2 separate regions of the Lactuca sativa genome follow, and region 1 is linked to region 2. Evidence: chromatin contacts called from public Hi-C data. All regions are on one chromosome and are shown on one strand. Each heading gives the region's core, a stretch centred on a gene start, on an enhancer-like site or on the middle of the called end of the contact. The rest is flanking DNA. Distances are from core to core; before and after follow the strand shown. Region 1 holds the start of LOC111908342. Region 2 holds the start of LOC111908344.

Region 1 (4,688 bases), core at 1,343-3,842, 200 kb before region 2:
TGTATTATTCATTATGCATGATTTTGGATGTAACTTTATTTAATCAAGTAAATTGTATATCATGCACATGTCAGTATTTCGTGTTAAGTATAATGGATAGTAAATAATAGTTACTTCATAATAATACAGACATACTATATAGATTTGAAACCAACGATATGGTAAATAACTAATAGTTAACATCAATTTAAATCCACAAACCTTCATCATTCTCATTGAGGAATTGTGTGATGGAATTCATTTGGCAACGAAGCCTATATTATTAGACTTAAATATCTTTCATTCAGAATTTGCATCGTTCCAAAATAAACCCTAAAATCTTCATCTTTACAGACAAGAAAAATATTAAAATTCTAAAATATCATCATTCCTAATAAGTTAGGAATTAAATTTCTTATTATATTTAAAATGTAGGGTGAGCTTCAGCTTTCCTTTTCAACCCTTGCTATTCAGTAAATCAAACAAACAAATTTTGGTACTGCATCTTACGCCTAACTTGAATAATAAAAATTGAAATAGATTTATCTTGCTTGATTTCTCCGTTCTCACATTCAACATTACCACAATAATTAGATCTCACATGAAATGGACAATGGAAAACCATACAAAAAATTAGATGAATTTATCACAAAACTTGGCACTGAGAGTGAAAGTTTGTTCTGTCACAAAACTTGGCATCGGTAATAGAATCTCACAAGAAATGTAGTACATAAAACTATACAAAAATTAGATAGATCTATCACAGAACTTGGCACCGATAGTGAAATTTGGACTAGAGGTGTTGTCGAAGGTACAATGGTGAAAGTTGGACTAGAGGTGTTGTCGAAAGTACGATGGTTTACACAAACTTGAAGGTACAATCATGTAACGAAACTCACATTTTGATTGAAAGAACGAATTGTTGAACGGTACTAAGAGATGTTAGAACATCACTATTGAAAGAAATTATGAGAACTCAGTCCATGAAGTGATTCTATGTACAAACTTTCCACATTTGTTAAACCACAACACTACCCTATACCCATACCAATGGGGTAATGGGGATATAAGAAGTATAAAAATACAAAAAGAGGATAGAATATAATGTAAAATAAAGAAATCAAGAAATATTGTAGTTTGTCCCAGCTGAAAAGATCCCTACATATAAGATCCTTGAATTTTAAACATAAGTCCGCAATGAACAAAAAAAGCAAAGATGTGTACCTACAAATATATTGATAAACGAGATAAGTCTGTAATTAGATAGGGGAAGGGTCAATTGGTACAACATGAATCGATAAACAAGTATTGGAAGTAAACACTAAAGCAAGCAAATGACATACAATACTAACACTTGTTGAAAGTAGTAGGAAGCATGAGTAAGTGGATGAAAATTGATAAGCAAGCAACAACAAATAAAAGGAAATTATTCCCTAAAATAGTTCACTACGACTCAATCACCCTAATTTCAAGACCAACTTCAATGGCAAAACATTAAAATGGTGATGTTTACACACAAAAATGATGTTTCCAATCCAACTACATACTAAAATGGTGATTTTTAGTGGCTATGTGTTTTAGCCTTCATATTTGGTGTATGAAGCTATCCCACACCCTAAAATGGTGATCTTTAGAGGTTGGTTGGAATGAAATAATCCCTTTTTATGCTTTTAAAGTTTTGTTTTAGTGTTCCATTGGAGTTTGTTTAAGCCTTCATTTTTTCCTATCTAAGGTCATGTCCTCAGTAAGAGCTAACCTCTTCAAGTCCAGTATCCCATTGTCTTCCCACTTTATCATCGGGCAAACTCTCCTCCTCACACCTTCGATTGTGATCGTCAAAACTCTCCTTATAACCTCCGACGTTTGTCTTCTATGAACATGTCCAAACCATCGTAATATATATTTCCTTAATTTCTCTATGACCGATGCCACTCCCAACGAATTTCTAATTACCGTGTTAGGAATCCGATACAACAATGTTCTTCCACATGGTCGCCTCACCATACATATTTATGCAACCTCCATCTTCCTCTCATGTTCCTTTTAATTGGCCAACATTCACACTCATACAACAAATCTAGACACATACAACAAAGTTGGCCTAATCGCCACTTTATAAAATTCCCCTTTTATGTCACACAAAACTTTCATCAACGCCCTCCACTTTAGCCATAGTATCTTTATACGGTGTGTAAGTCCACATTCTATTTCTTATGGATCATAGACCCCAAGTATTTAAATCTCACTTTTAGATGTAAAATATGCTCACTAATGCACACACCTATACCTCAAGAAATTTAAAGTTATCTTAAAAAGTCAAGAATCACTAGGTATCATATAAAAGATGTATGACGGAAATTAAGTGTCTCGCAAAAAGTTATAAACTCAATATTTTCTGAAAAATTCTTCTACGAATTGAAGTAGTTTTTTCACTTTATGAAATCCATATTCTTTAAATATGTGACTATTTTGTGATTACTATTTGAAATATATACAATCCTATACACAACCTTTTCCTGGATTTTTGTGATTAGTCCAAAAATTCAATGTGATAAAATTTTTATTTCTTATATAATTTTAGCATTAGGGTTGAAACTTGAAAAGGGCAAAATGCCGTTATCGCGTACGAAAATTGATGAATAATAAATCCTTAAAGAGAGCTGGTCGGGAAGTGCAAAATCCCTATCTTCATCATAAATACTCACACGATAGATTCCCAATAAACTCTTCAATAAAAGAGCTTTACTCCATGAGATCACATACAGCTTCCACACACTGAGAGATAACCGAATCGCGAGGGGACGAGAGATGACAAGGAGATCTGGGTCCTGTTTCCGGTGTTGTTTGGTAATTTTGGCTGTGATTTCAGCATTGTGTGTATCTGGGCCAGCTCTTTATTGGAAGCTCAAAAGGGGTTTTAATTTGAAACCTGGTTCTTCGATCCATTGTACTCCATGCGTCTGTGATTGCCCTCCTCCTCTCTCCCTTCTCAAGCTTGCTCCTGGTAATCAAACCCTTTTTTCTTGTTTTCGATCTGATTATTAGTTTTTTCACCCTATATGATTTGGGTTTATCCAGAATTTTAAATTTCAATAGAATTTGATGATTAAGCCCTATTTCTGCTCGCTATTTCTTCTATCCATGCCTCACTTTCATTTTCCTCATTAATTGGGCGTATTTGATCTGGGGTTTCTAATAAGTTTTTGATGTTGTGCGAAATTAGCTAATCCATAATTTGATTTCTAATTGAGAAAGATCTAGGTTTTGGACCTTTGGTACTTCAAAATACTCATAATTCTTGATTATTTAAGATCAAATTATACTAAAAATGGTATATCTACATTTCTTTTTGCAGGCTTGGTCAATCTTTCTGTTACAGGTGAGCTCTCATCAACTCATTCTTCATCTTTGATTACCTTTTTGTAGTATAATCTAATGATTCTTTCCAAAAACCAGATTGTGGGAAGGATGATCCAGATCTCAAAGAAGAAATGGGGAAACAATTTGTGGATTTGCTATCAGAAGAGCTTAAACTACAGAAAGCAGTAGGTGAAGAACACATTCGCCATATGAACATTACATTTGGTGAAGCAAGAAGGGTTGCTTCCCAATATCAAAAAGAGGCTGAAAAATGCAACACTGCAACTGAAACATGCGAACAAGCAAGAGAACAAGCTGAGGCTCTCATGAGACAAGAAAAAAAGATCACTTCTTTATGGGAAAGACGAGCTAGAGAACTTGGTTGGGAAGGAGAATAATTGTGTTACTAAAATCTTTTATTCTTGTTTCCTATTTATGCATTTTAGTTTGTGTTGTATTACTGATTATAGGCGTAGGTTTTATTAATATTATTTTAGCTATGCTTTATCTTGCATCAAGAAGACTCTTTTCAAGTAGTGTATCAAATTTGAGTTTATTCTAATATGGTTTGACTCATCTCCAGTTCTTCTGTTATCTGTAAAAAAAGTTATTCTTTTAGCAATCATCAAACATAAAGTAAATAAGGTACATATTAACACATTTCGGGTTCTTTTATTATCCATAAAAAAATTTATTCTTTTTAGCAATCAGTGAACATAAAGTAAATCATGTACATATTGACTCATTTCCGATTCTTCTATTATCTGTAAAAAATGTTAATTCTTTTTAGCAATCAGTGAACATAAAGTAAATCAGGTACATATCGACTCATTTTTGGTTTTTCTATTATCTGTACAAAAAAGTTATTCTTTTTAGCAATCACCGAACATAAAATAAATTAGGTACATGTTGACTCATTTCCAGTTCTATTATCCGTAAAAAAAGTTATTCTTTTTAACAATCATTGAACATAAAGTAAATCAGGTATATATTAACTCATTTCCAGTTCTTCTGTTATTCGTAAAAAAAGTTATTCTTTTTAACAATCATTTAACATAAAGTAAATCAGGTACATATTACTCTTTTCCAGTTCTTCTATTATCTGTAAAAAAAATTATTCTTTTTGGCAATCAGTGAACATAAAATAAATCAGATACATATTGACTCATTTCTGATTCTTCTATTATCTATAAAAAAATTATTCTTTTTAGCAATTACTGAACATAAAGTAAATCAGATACATATTGAGTCATTTCCGGTTCTTCTATTATTTGTAAAAAAAATTGATTTTTTTTAGCAATCACCGAACATAAAGTAAATTAGATACATATTGACTCATTTCCATGTGT
Region 2 (4,652 bases), core at 1,343-3,842:
CATAAATAAAATTCAAGAAACGAAAATTGTAGAAGACTAGAAGGGCAAAGAATACTTACATGTATAACTAAAACCGGACAGCTAACTTTTTGTATTTTGTCGATGTTCTGCATAAAAGAAAATGAACAGAGTGAGTGGCAAGCTTTTTAGGGCTATTTTTAATTATGAGGATGAGGGCGTTTATGTCTTTTTCACAAATGAGAAGTCCAGAGCCTGTTTGTGTGTCCCATCTTGTTCTACCTTTTTATGATGGGACAAAAAGTTGCAATTCTAGTCCCATCAATAGTAGGAATACAGTACAACATGTTTTGTCATGTAAACAAATTGACCAGGACAAAAGTTGCAAAATTTTGTCCTATCGACATTTGTCTGAGTCCAGTAAGTCAAATGCAGTACAACATGTTCTGTTCTGGAATGCCTGGGCAGATTGAGATTTACCTTGAATATATCGAACCAAAATGTCATCTTGACATTATATAAAACTCGTATTCCCGAAAGGATGGCGCTATGTAGAACCACGCCTCTCAATCTTTGTAACCGAGCTGCCAAGTGTAACGTGGGCCCACTGCCAACAGATTGGCCGTATAAGATGATGTCTTCTTGTTTAATTCCATATTTGTCCTTCAAACAATTGTACACTGCCTCTATGTCGTAGTATGTGTTGAGTTCAGACGGCTATATATCCATAAAATGAAAGAAACAAATAATATTTAGAAAGTCATTTTGTGCCTTGTTTCAAGTAGTTTTTATATATAAAAAGAAAGTGTGAGATGCAATAATGTCTTGGTTTATTTCTTACCTTCCCCGTTGATGCTCCATATCCCGAGTAGTCATAACTACAAAGTACAAATATATACCATATAAGCCAACGACACGAAATAAATCTAGAAAAGTTTGTAATATACGTTTTTTTTTTATCATCAAAAGAAACTAAATTAAATGGAATTCATAAAATAATACTCGTAAGGGTTCGAGTCTAAGCAACTACGGGTATGTGAGTTTAAATTCCAATATGGATTGGGTTCTTATTTTAGTATACATGATTGACATCTCACATGATGCAGTGGGTGTGGCAGTGTGGGCCACCACACTGACAGCACAGGGGTTGATGAAAGAATAACTTTTTTTTTTGCAGAAAAGATACTAGATTAATGAAGACAAGAGATGATCAAATGGGAACTATGAGCGACTTCTAGCTTCATGGAAACTAAACAATTACATGTGCAAAAGTGCAAAAAAGAAAACTATAAAGTAACAAGACCCGCCAACAATGAAAATTAAGATGATAAGAAAAACACATGTTATTGGTCCCACTCGTCTTCTTCCATTCCTTTTTTAGCACCCACAATCATGTTAGCTTTGTCTTCCAATTGACCCGCTACTAATAAGAGAGAAACAATTCGTATAACTATTCAAATCAAACTAAATCCGGATCTTTTCACGAAATTGACACCATGTTTTACTTTTACTTTTACTTCTATCAAGTTCATTTAGCTTTAAAGAGTTTGTTAGGTTTGCTTAGAGTGATCATATCCATGAAAACAGTTCAAATCAGAACACATTATTGCACTATCAATGAGCTCAAAAGTCAAAACACCAAGAACCAAATTCTTTTACTTTTGATCAAACAAACACCCAAATACTGTAAGACCAACATCGAAACACATCTAAGATTCAACAAAAACACTTATATTCGATCCACAAGTTTAAATTTAATCAAGCTACAGTAGTGTAAAGTAAAGTGGGTGTATGTGCACAAAGATTCTTCGATTGAAACACATGAGAAAATGAGATCAACCAAATATGAAAAGAAGCATAGAGATCATGAACACCCATTTCAACAGAATCACTTAAAACCCCAATAATAGAAGCAATGAAAAGATGTAATGAAACAGGAATTGGGAAAAGATAAAGATACCTCATGATATTGAGTCTGAGGTGAGCTCTGAGTTCGATAAATAGTTCTTGCATCTGCCCCAAATCAGCAGCGTTGCCATGAGAGTAGAGAAGGGTGAATTTACCAAAAGGGTGTTTCCAGAAGGTAGCAACGATTTTGTTTCCGACCTTTGTATCAAGCAAATGAACGTCGACGTTTTTATCAGCTGTTATACCTGTAATACAGTATCTTTTATCGCCATTTGGTGTATCTTCTTCGTCTCTAAAAACATCATACGATGGTGGTTCTGGTGGGAAAAATGCAAATTTTGCAGCTATGTTTGAGGTTACATTTCCCATTTAACAACAAAACCCCACCTCATAAATATCATTAATTTCCCCAAGATACAGAAACCCCTTTTTCGATTTCTGTAATTCGTTGTAAGATAGAACGGGATTTTCAATCTGGGTTTGAAATTTTTGAATACTTTTACTTCAAATTTTCGAATGGGGGGTGTTCGATTTTGTGTTTGAGTGGCGTGGAAAGGAAGATAAATGATCCGATCTGAGCGAGTAGAAGATGAAAAAAAGATAATGAGAAGCAAAAGAAGAGAAGGAAAGATGAATGAAGAAATGATGTTGTTGATATGATGATGATGATGAATAGATAATAGCAAAGGGTGTGATGGTGATGATCTCAATATTTTTATGTACTGTAGACACTTGTTCATTTATAAATGGTATCCCTTTCGATGTATTATTTGAAATGTCAACTTTACCCCCAAACTCTATCCATGTTCTTCCCTTCATCAATTCTTCTATTAATTTATCAACTACAAAACAATAATTGAAGCAATCTACAAGATTGAATACTTGTTTACGTAATAATATTTATTTCTTTTGTAAAATAAAAAGGTTTTTTATTTATAAATAGAGTGGTTGTTGTTTATTTATATTTAATAATGGTTTACCTTTTTTACTATATATTATACTAAAGATTTTTTAAACAAAGATGTCTAAAAAGAAACTTTGTTACAGAAAATTGAAAATATATGAAAAATCTTTAAATAAACAATCATTAAGTTCAAATCTAAACTGGGGTAATATCATTATAAAAATTGAAAAAAATCTGATGATGATATTAAAACTTTTATTGTATAAAGCAAATATCGGATTGGATTTATACAATGATTGTGACAATTTACTTCTTTAGGGTCGTATATTATTCTAGTGTAAGTGAATTATGAGAGAATTATACTTTAGGAAAGGAAAGATGACTTTAAAGTGATAAAAAAAAAAAAAAAAAAAAAAAAAAAAAAAGGCATATTGAGAAGTGGAGGCCAATTTGGTCTTTCAACAAAGCACTATAGTAAGTTGGTACCTTGTTATCATCGAAGACAGGGGAGAGTCATTGGGTTAAACACTGAAAAATATAATATTTCCTCATTTCCATAAATTATACCTTCGATATTCAAAAAAAAATATAATAAATTTTAGAGCTAAATATTTTTTTGTATGTATAAACGTTTTATTTTTCTTAATTTATGTGAATATAATGCTTACATAGAATATGTAATTATTTATATTATGATCATAAATATAATATATGCAATATTTTACATGTGTCATGTTTAATAAAGTGAAACGTAGTTATCAGTTACACAATTTGATAAAATAAATAAATATTATTACATATATTTATTTTTAAAATGTTTTATTTCTTGGTAATTATTGGGAAAAGGAGTCAAACAAGATCTGCAGGCACGATAGAAGTAGGTTTGACCAAGTTGTCAGAGTCAGAAGAACATTCCACATTTGATTCTTCCTCCTCCAAATTTGGTTTTTACCTCTCTACCGAATACTCCCATAGTTGACTACTGTCAGGATATTTAATTTTTCAAATTATAATGTTACATAATATTATTTTACTTTAAAGTTATTTACTTATTTATATTAAAAAAAAAAATACGAACACCACCTTGACATTCCATTTAAAATATGATAAATTATAATATTTGCGTATAATATAATTTGAGATCTTACTTATATATTTTTATGTTGTTACCGATAAAGCAAAAATGTATGAATAAGTTACTTATTTATTTACAAGTCTTTTGAAATAAGTCAAGACATAATAATTAACAAAACACTAAATTAAACCAACATTTTCATATAAATGATCTTTCAAAATTGTGGGACGAGAAAGTAGATTAGTAGGGCAAATAGGAGAGCATTTCACTTAAGATGATAACTAACTAAAGTTGTTAAAAAATTTGGCTTAACAAGGATACCTCCTTTAGATATGGACTCTGAACACAAGTGTCAGGAGCACTGGCGGAAATCAATGGAAGCCAAGGGGGGCCATGCACCATATTCATATTATAAAGTATCAATATATTATTTGAAAACTTCAATTTGCAACAGTAAGCACCATCGTTTTTTGAAGTTAGGAAATTATTTATTTATTTCATTTAAGCAAAATGGATCTCATCACTTTCCACCTTCTATTTTTTTAGTTTTTACCATACTTTCATTCTTTTCTATCTCATTTCGTGGTTTGTTATTTTCCATGCAAATGTAAATATTATTAAGGATTGGTTAAATGGACATCTCATTTTAACAAATCGATTTCTTGTAGAAAATTGTTGTTGGCCTTATATATCCCACAGGAAAAGAAAAACTAATATCAACAAAATATTTACTTTTCATCTTGATTTTTTTTGTTTAGTATATATACATAATAATAATAATGGTCAAAATTCGATTGCTTTTAAAGT

The links. Hi-C and Micro-C count contacts between places; a contact is called where the count stands out from the background.
Region 1: a Hi-C map of leaf shows a contact between it and region 2, with 10 times the contacts expected there. The contact joins the promoter of LOC111908342 here to the promoter of LOC111908344 in region 2. A contact is called at or near these places in 2 of 4 Hi-C or Micro-C datasets (both in leaf).

What each region holds. Positions count from the first base shown.
Region 1 is chr8:94,974,379-94,979,066 of Lsat_Salinas_v11, reverse strand. It overlaps LOC111908342, which reads left to right and starts at 2,592. Exons shown (of 3, transcript XM_023904164.3): 1 at 2,592-2,983; 2 at 3,335-3,358; 3 at 3,436-3,915. The coding sequence starts at 2,788. The coding sequence ends at 3,737.
Region 2 is chr8:94,775,261-94,779,912 of Lsat_Salinas_v11, reverse strand. It overlaps LOC111908344, which reads right to left and starts at 2,592. Exons shown (of 5, transcript XM_023904166.3): 1 at 1,919-2,592; 2 at 800-836; 3 at 439-675; 4 at 60-107. The coding sequence starts at 2,235.